Linked DNA regions of Sus scrofa: regions 2 and 3 are each linked to region 1. A link is a contact called in public promoter capture Hi-C data. All regions are on one chromosome and are shown on one strand. Each heading gives the region's core, a stretch centred on a gene start, on an enhancer-like site or on the middle of the called end of the contact. The rest is flanking DNA. Distances are from core to core; before and after follow the strand shown. Region 1 has its middle 49 kb from the start of HMGB1. Region 2 holds the start of USPL1 (SUMO-specific isopeptidase USPL1). Region 3 overlaps LOC106505250 (a long non-coding RNA gene).

Region 1 (2,700 bases), core at 3-2,502:
TCCAGGAAGTCTGAGAGCTGGTGGGCTCTGCACATGTCTGGATGTCGCTGAGCTAGCTTGTTATAACCTACAGCAGCCCTCTGGGGGAAGTTACCTGCCAGGAAGGCGTCCCCCGATACCCAGGGGATGGTGCATTTAATAGTCTAGGGTTGCAAGTTTAAAAAAAATTTTTTTTGGAGGGGGGACCCTAATTTCAGGTCCCTGTTTCATAATCTAAGTTTCATAACTGAAGTTATTATCATTGAAGACCAATTTCATAACTGAAGTTTCTCTGAATCCTAAAAGCAGGTAAGTGTCTCTCTTTCTGGAGCCATGAAAGGCTCTGGTCATTCAGTAGTTTTTAACCTCCCTTGAAACTGTATAGAGTTAGAGTGGTTCCTAGCTCGGCATTTTCGCCCCCCAGGAGACATTTGGCAATGTGTGACATTTTGGCAATGTGTGGCAAATTTAATTAATTTGTTTATTTTGGCTGCATCCTGGGCAGGGATCTAACCTGTACCACAGTGTCCTTAACCCACTGAACCACCAGGGAATTCCCTGGATCCATTTTCAGCTGTCACAATTTTGTGTGTGTGTGTGTTGTTTCTGGCATCTAGTAGGTTGAAGCCAGGGTTGGTGTTAAACACCCCACAACAGAAATGATGCAGGCTCAAATGTCAATAGTGCCGAGGTTGAGAAACCCTGGGACAAGAAGCTGAAGATCTGAGGTCTGTTCATGGTCAGGAAAGCTGCCCAGGTGCTTTTCACAAAAGAAGGGTATTGAACTTCATTTCTTGGCTTGATTTCAAGTGGATAATTATAACCTGCCTACCTAAAATTTACACTTTAATTTTCAGTGGGTATCTTTCTTCAGTTCATGCTTAAACAGGCTTAGTGTGGCTGTGTTCTTGACAACAGGGCAATAGTCTACGGCTGAGTCGGTTACAGGTCAACAGTGAGTGAACCCATTGGTCTGTGAAATGATTTGAAACCTTTGGGAGATAAAAAGCACTAAAATAAGAAACTTGGGACATTATCATCATTATTAATTATTAGTAATATCACAGCACTCATTCAGCCTTTCTCAGGATTCCCATGGGATTCTTATAAGCCCCAAGGTCAAAATCAGATTCCTGACCTTCCCTCTGACCAGACACAGGCCAGAATTAATAAGTTACTGTTAGAAGCAGGGAGCTCTCCTGCTGCAGGGCCCTGCTGCCTGCTGCCAGCGTTTGGGAGGGGCTCTGCAGTGGCAACATCAAGCTTCAAAGCAAATCTTCAATCTTCTATTTGGACTCGCTGTTCCCATATTTAGAACAGAGCAGCACATACTTGTCTGTTGCTTCAAGGCAAGAGCAAATTCTGAAGGTATTAAATAGAGTCTCACTTCAAGCAAACAAGGGAGCCTAGAAAACGTTAAGGGCAAGGGTTTGCCTCTACTTTCCTTATTTTTTAAGATTACAGTTCTTCAGAGTGACAAAATTTAAAATCGGAAGCCAGGCTGCCAACCGTTTGACAAAGCAAATGATTACCTTTTTATAAACCACATAGATTAGTTCGTGAAAGTTGATTTGGCTTTTTTTTTTTTTTTTTTTTTTTAATCAATGTTAAACAAGCCTGGGCAGCTACAGACAGGTATAAAAGGAGCTAGGATTTCCTTTGCAAGGTGTTGGGTTTTGTTTGTTTGTTTTAGTTTTGTTCATTTTCCCTCGGATTTCTGTCTACTGATCTCATCCTGATTTGAAGTTTTGGCACAGTGTGACTTTTGGGATTTTTGAATGGTGGCATATATTGCTTCTCTGCTTGATGTGCCTTTATTTAAGTGGGTTTAGAATGGAGACCCTCCTGTCATGATTCTTCCTTAAAAATCCATACTGTTTCATAGTACAAGTGTTGCTTCTTATATTATGGACAGGATGCCGCTGACTCTAATTTGATGTTTGGTTGCTGACTCATCCTCCCCCTCTTACCTCGGCGCTTAAAAACGTACATTTAAAGGTGTTAGTGGAGGTGAGAGGCAGACATTTTAGCTACAGGGCAGAGTCTGTCTTTACAAAACAAGCTCCTGTGCCCCAAACAGAGCCTGAGACCCTGACTCATGGTGGGAATATTCTCACCTATAGTAAGTGTTAATATGTATTAGCTATTTAGTATGTGCCTCTCAGAGTCCTGAATTTTCCTGTAGGTGACTCAGGAATTGCCACAGGTTTTCAAGGTAGATGTGAATTATTGTCTGTATTTTATACCTGGGGAAACTGAGGCTCAGAAAGTCAGTTAATCTAACCCAAGGTCATGGAGCTGAAAGACTCGGCTAGAATTGGACACAGTCCGTCTGTCTCTAGAGCCTTGCTCTTCATTCCCCCCTCCCCCGACAAGATCTAAAAAGACTGAATAATATTAGCATGTGACAGTTATATAGGTTTTTGTTTTTTTTTTATCTTTTTAGGGCCACACCCACGGCACTTGGAGGTCCCCAGGCTAGGGGTCTAATCGGAGCTGTAGCCACTGACCATAGCCACAGCCACAGCCACAGCCACGCCGGATCCGAGCCGCATCTGCAGGCTACACCACAGCTCATGGCAATACCAGGTCCTTAACCCACTGAGTGAGGCCGGGGATTGAACCTGCATCCTCATGGATACTAGTCAGATTCGTTTCTGCTGCACCATGATGAGAACTCTTAGTTTGTTTTTTAAATGTTTCCTTACCTCTTTTGCTCCG
Region 2 (2,700 bases), core at 11-2,510, 170 kb before region 1:
GATTCTTACAACTTTATTTGGCCTTAAATGACTGCTTTCGTTGTCCTCTCTTCAAAAATCACCTGCTCCTCTCCTTCTCTCTCATATATACTTTGGCACCTCCATTCTTACAAACACGCATACTAGAAAATTTGAGCGGTTCTTTACTCTTTCATTTCCCTCTTCATCATTTAGTGAAAAACATCAAATTCTATGGATAGTTCTTTGGAAGCATCTCAAATCTCCACCTCTCTTTCCATCCCATCCTCACTCTGTATCACTGCCAAAGTGATGCTTCTATAAAACAAGTCTGGAGTCTGCTGCTGCTCAGCTTAAAACCATCTACTGACTTCACTCTGATCATGGGAAAATCCAAACAGCTCAGTACAACCTAAAGGTAGTGCTATGACCTAAAGCTCACTGAACTGACACCAATGGCTTTCCAGTCTTCTCCTCTACTCCATTTCACCTCCAGCATCTTTTTCCTGACCTCTCCCCGCTTCATTACTTCGACTATGCTCCAGAAGCCTGCGTGTGAATTACTAGACCAGTATGGACCCAGTCACAGCACAACGAAAGTGTAAATCTGGCCCTGGGGATAGTGAAAGAAGCAATTAAGCTTAACTCACAGCCCGTGTGCAAAATGGGGAAACCCAGAGAACCGTCTGTTCGAAGCTTTCCCTCCAAGACCAGGTGGGCTCAGCAAACGAACTGTCAAAGGTGAGGCCACAACAGACTTGAAACCGAGGAATGGGGTCGGCTTTCGCCGCCCAGACCTATTTGGTACCCAACCCAGCAGTCCTGAATCACAGACTAACAGACGACAGTTTCGAAACCCAATCTTGGAAACCCGAGGAGGCGCAAGGTTCTGTTAACTCTCCCCATCTCCATGCTCTTTGGGGCGGGGGAGGGGGGGGACCTCTGGTTTCTCTTCAGTTTTTACCTCTCTTGAGTGCAAACGTATCTGTAACTCTACCCTAATACCTTAATCACCAAACCTTCCCACCAAAACCTAGTCCCACCCTTTCCCCCTCCCAGCTTAGCCCATCCTTTCGGCGAGCCGACTATCCCATGGGTCGCCCAGCTCTGTCCCTTTTCCTTACTTCGGCAGCCGAAGGAAACTATTCCGTCTGCTCTTTTATCCTCAGCGGACTCTCCACTTCTTCGTACCAGCTTCCTCCAAACTCCTGTTCCAGCCTGAGCTCCACACCACGAGTGCAACGTTCAACCCACGTTCCACCCTGCCTGCTCCTCCCCCACCGGCCCCTCCGCTAGGAAAGCAGCTTCCGGCTAGAGTCCGCCGCTAAAAAGTTCCCCTTCCTGCTCCGCGCGGGGCCTGGAAGGACGTAAGTGTGGCGGGGAGGATGAGGAACGGAACACTTCCGGCCGGCCTCCGCAGAGAGGCGGGGCTGTAACTCTACCCTAATACCTTAATCACCCGGCTGGCAGCCGCAGCCGCAGCTTCAGGGGCGGGGCCGGTGCCTGCAGAGTCCGCCTTCTGTGAGTGGCTGGGTTTGGGGAGGCGACATTTCTGGAAGCTGATGGAAAGCGCTTGAGTGGTGGAGGTGACGCCAGCGACCAGGGGGTGGGGCGTGATTAAAACTAGTGCGCAGCCGGCAGCGGAGGGATTACGCTAAGAGGCAGGCGCGCGTCCCGTTGCGCACTAGCGATGCGAGCCCGGGTCGGAAGCTGATGCGCCCTTGAGTGACTTGGGTGGGTGGCCGGGCGGGCGAGGAGGAAGGGCTACCCAGCAGGCGGAGGGTGTGATGGAGGCTCTTGGCCGGCGCCCCCCTGCAGCAACGAGGTCTCCTCGACGGCGGGCTGCGCAAGGCCCCCGTAGTTCGCTCTCCTAAAGCCTCAGTGGGAGCCGAGCTGCCACATTGCGTGTTCACAAAGGGTCACCACACACGGAGCTGCCCCTCCCTGTCTCCCTAAACCCCATCTGCGAGGCCAGGGGCTTTTCCACCAGGATTCTGGGTGTTTCTCCTCCTTTGCTCCCTCCCAGATCTTCTAACGGTAAGGGGAGTAGCCAAAGCGCAGGGACTTTGAGCGCCAGGACCCTTTCTTACTTATCAGTAGCCGGAGGGTCCCTGCTGCACTCTTGTCAGCTGCCCTGCCTTGTTTTAACTCAGGGAAAGGGGGAGTTGTCGTGTAGTCTATAAGTTTAAGGCTCTGCTTTCATAGGAAGGTCATGTGGCTTAGGGGACATCGTGATCTCGTGTGCTATTTCTGAGTCTGCATTCTGAATCTTGCGGGCAGCATATTCCAGAAGTCCTTCGCTCGATTGGTTCTGTGTCCAGGAATAACAATATGTAGTTTCTGACCGTTTCAGTACAGAAGAACCACTATTGGCATTTTGGACTATGGGGCTTTTTTATTATTGGTCCCAAACTAAATCGTTATATTCTGGAATACTGCTGAAAATTTTGATAGGGTAGAGGAAGTAGGTCCCGTGTACCAAGGAATTCTTCACTGAGGAGTTCAGTTTTCCGTACTTCTGAATGCAGATAGCCAAGAAATCCAACAGGGAGTTTGTTTTGTTTTTCGCTAGACTGAAAAATAGCTTTTGTTTACCTTTTTGTTGTACTAGATTACTAATGTGCTGGTATATTTGTTGTAAGATCTTGCTAATTAGGTTTTTTATTTTGATGAATTATGATGAAAATATGAGAATGTAGCATTTCGTCCTGAAATAGTAGCGAAGACCCAGATTTTTCTCTT
Region 3 (2,700 bases), core at 185-2,684, 200 kb after region 1:
CACATCTCCCCCGACTCATTAATTAGTGTTAGTCCTGGTGACCTTACGCTTGGCAGTTTCAGGCATTTTCTAATTTCTCCCAGATGGACTAAATTGTGGACAGGGAATTTTAGTATGCATAAGAAGAACCTAAACAGTGGGAATTCCTGCAGCGGCGCAGGGGGTTGAGAATTCAACTGCCGTGGCTCAGGTCACTGCAGAGGCGCGGATTTGATCCCCAGCCCCGCACGGGGGTTAAAAGGATCGGGCCTTGCCATAGCTGCGGCAGAGGTGCCACCGCGGAGGGCGCACGACGCCGGGCTCTGCCGTGCCCAGGGCCCTCCGCTGCGTGGGCAGCTGTGCAGCCCGCGCCTCCCTGCCCGTGATGCGCTTAAAAGCAGCGAGGGGTTCCCAGGCTACTCTCCGCCGCAAGAACGCGTCTATCAGAGGGTCTGCTGGCCCGGGAGGCTCCAACATCCTTTTCCTTTTCCCTCCGCGTGTACAGACCTGGGGCCGCAGAGCCTCGCCATCCTGGGGTGGGGTGGGGATGCGGTTCATGACTCCCGGGGACTCAGGCTTGGCAGCTTCTTCTGTTTCCATTCTTGGGAGGAACAAGACACCCCACGTGGAAACAGCCCAGTGTTTTATGAATGGAGGGCCTGAAAAATCATGACATCTGAGGTTCTCTGTCTGGGCACTTACAGGAATCCTGAAGCTGAACTCCAGGGCAAGGTTTCAAAGGAAGCTGCGAAAGAGGCTGCTGGGTGGGCGGAGTGGGGCGCAGCTCTGCAGGCAGCCTGGCTTGGGGGCACTTGGCGGCTCCGAAGTCAGGGGTGGTGGGGCTGGAGGTGCCCTCTGGAAGGGGCTTGGGTCCGGGGGGGGGGGGTCCTCTGGACGTGTCAGGAGACCACTGACAACATCGCATGACCATGGCCGAACCATCTCAAGATTAACCTGCCTTTGGGCGGAAGGGGAAACTTGTGGGTCCCCCGCGGAAACGCTCACAGAAGTCTGTTTGCATAGCTGGAAAAAAGAGCTGTGCTTACAGAGCTGGTCTCCTCTGACATCGTCTCCCCCCACCCGGAGCCCGAGACATACGGAGACATCACCCAGCCCCTGCGGAGTCGTCCCCTGAAAGGTTATCCATTAGCTTCTGCGAGCATGCGACAGTGGCACCTGGCAAGGACAGGTCTTTCTTCCCTTGGCACTGTCTTTTTTGGGGTTAAAACGTCCGGGAGCTGCTTTCAGGTTGCCTGGGATACCAAATGACTTAACAACCCTGACGAGTATAAAACGGTGATAAAAGGAACACGGGCCCCGGATTCGCCCTCGGAGCCGGGCAGGCAGAAGCGTTCATCACGCACAGAGCCCGCCCCGCGCTGGGAGGGAGCCGGTGACAGAGCCAGGCCGGAAGCCGGTGGCCTGAGCGCCGTTGGCCGCTAACGAGGACACGGGATGCCCCGCCTACCGGCCTTGGTAATTTCACGTCCCTCCAAGACCGGGAGAGGTTCCCAGGCAGAGCCTGGCGGCGCCCTCGCTCCGCACACCCGTCCTCGTCCTCATCTCCACGCCTGATTTCACGCAGACTAAAGGGAGCGAGAATCTCAGTTCCAGCAGCAGGAGGCCAGCCACCTTCCTGCCGCGTTCGCGGCTTCCTCCTGTGGCCCCGAGGATGTTTAGCGAGGTGGTCTGTGGCTTCGCTTTCCGTTCGCATCACTCCATGAGCCTCTCATTAATTACAGAATGGAAAGGCCGCCTCTTCCGTGGGAAGATGTGGCCGTGGTCACTCCTTGTTATCACAGTCAGCCTTACTAATGACAGGGTTGGGTCATTGTCTTCCTCCTGGGCTGTGGCTCAGGGCAGAGACACAGAGCCATGGCGCATGTGGCAGGATGTCAGCGGGGGGAGCCAGGGGAAAGACGTATTTATTGTTCTCTTCTTTCAAGTCGTCTGTAGGTTTAAAAGCCTTTCCAAATAAAAGTGTGAGAGTATGTGGTGGAAGCGGGGCCGGGTTGGAGCCTTGGGATAGGATGAGATTTGGGGCTGGGTCGGCCTTGACTCTGACCTTTGTCCCCAGCCCAGGGCTCAACCTTGGCTGCTTAAAGCTTGATACGCTGAGAAAGGCCTGGGAGGAGGGCAGCTTTACAGCAGGAGAGCTCTTGGGGCAAAGGACCCAGGGCCGAGGAAGAGACAGCTGGGGCCCACGCCCTGGCGTGGATGCTCATCAGATTCATTTCCGCTGAGCTACAGCGGGAACTCCAAGAGGTGACTTTTAGAAAGCCCTTCAGCCGCCGCAGGATGGTGGTGGGGTCCCCAGAACAACCAACCCCCAGACGAGAGGGTTGGAACCTTCATCCCCCTGACCCCAAGCCTCCCTGGGGCAGAGCAGCTGGAGGTGAATCGATCACTGAAGGCCAGTGGCTTCGTCACTCGTGCCCACCCAATATGACAGAGCCTCTGTAAAACCCCCAAAGGGTGGCGTTCTGAGAGCTTCCGAGTTGAGGAGCCAGAACGTATCCACGATACGCTGGGCCCCAAACGTCACCGGGCGTGAAGCCTCTCTGTCTGAAACCTCAGCCGTGTATCTCTTCATCTGTCTGGTGACTCTTATCCTTCCCAAGAAGCCAGTGGTCTAGTGCATCAACTCGTCTCCTGAGTCCCGTGAGCCCCCTCAAAGTTGGAATGGACGCAGCGTGGGGGCGGGAGCCTCTGATTTACAGT

The links. Promoter capture Hi-C pulls out the DNA fragments that hold promoters and counts their contacts.
Region 2: a contact with region 1 is called in a promoter capture Hi-C map of liver, with 2.6 times the contacts expected there. The contact joins the promoter of USPL1 here to the enhancer-like site in region 1. A contact is called at or near these places in 2 of 5 promoter capture datasets (fetal skeletal muscle and liver), 6 of 47 Hi-C or Micro-C datasets (embryonic fibroblasts, fibroblasts, liver and 1 more) and 2 of 2 datasets of contacts at active chromatin or transcription factors (alveolar macrophages and skeletal muscle).
Region 3: a promoter capture Hi-C map of liver shows a contact between it and region 1, with 4 times the contacts expected there. The contact joins two enhancer-like sites. A contact is called at or near these places in 1 of 5 promoter capture datasets (liver), 4 of 47 Hi-C or Micro-C datasets (embryonic fibroblasts, heart right ventricle, liver and 1 more) and 1 of 2 datasets of contacts at active chromatin or transcription factors (skeletal muscle).

Annotation. Positions count from the first base shown.
Region 1 is chr11:7,149,568-7,152,267 of Sscrofa11.1, reverse strand. No RefSeq gene overlaps it. Among named protein-coding and RNA genes, the nearest start is that of HMGB1, 49 kb to the left of the region's middle. Within about 2 kb of position 1,252, at least 12 of the 83 cell types and tissues checked have an H3K27ac peak or open chromatin away from gene starts, as enhancers often do. A contact at or near this core is called in fetal skeletal muscle and liver, where this site is marked.
Region 2 is chr11:7,319,747-7,322,446 of Sscrofa11.1, reverse strand. It overlaps USPL1 (SUMO-specific isopeptidase USPL1), which reads right to left and starts at 1,260. Exons shown (of 9, transcript XM_021065545.1): 1 at 1,083-1,260. It also overlaps a transcript of HMGB1 not described here.
Region 3 is chr11:6,946,510-6,949,209 of Sscrofa11.1, reverse strand. All of the region lies in intron 2 of LOC106505250 (a long non-coding RNA gene), which reads left to right. Among named protein-coding and RNA genes, the nearest start is that of KATNAL1, 120 kb to the left of the region's middle. Within about 2 kb of position 1,434, at least 43 of the 83 cell types and tissues checked have an H3K27ac peak or open chromatin away from gene starts, as enhancers often do. A contact at or near this core is called in liver, where this site is marked.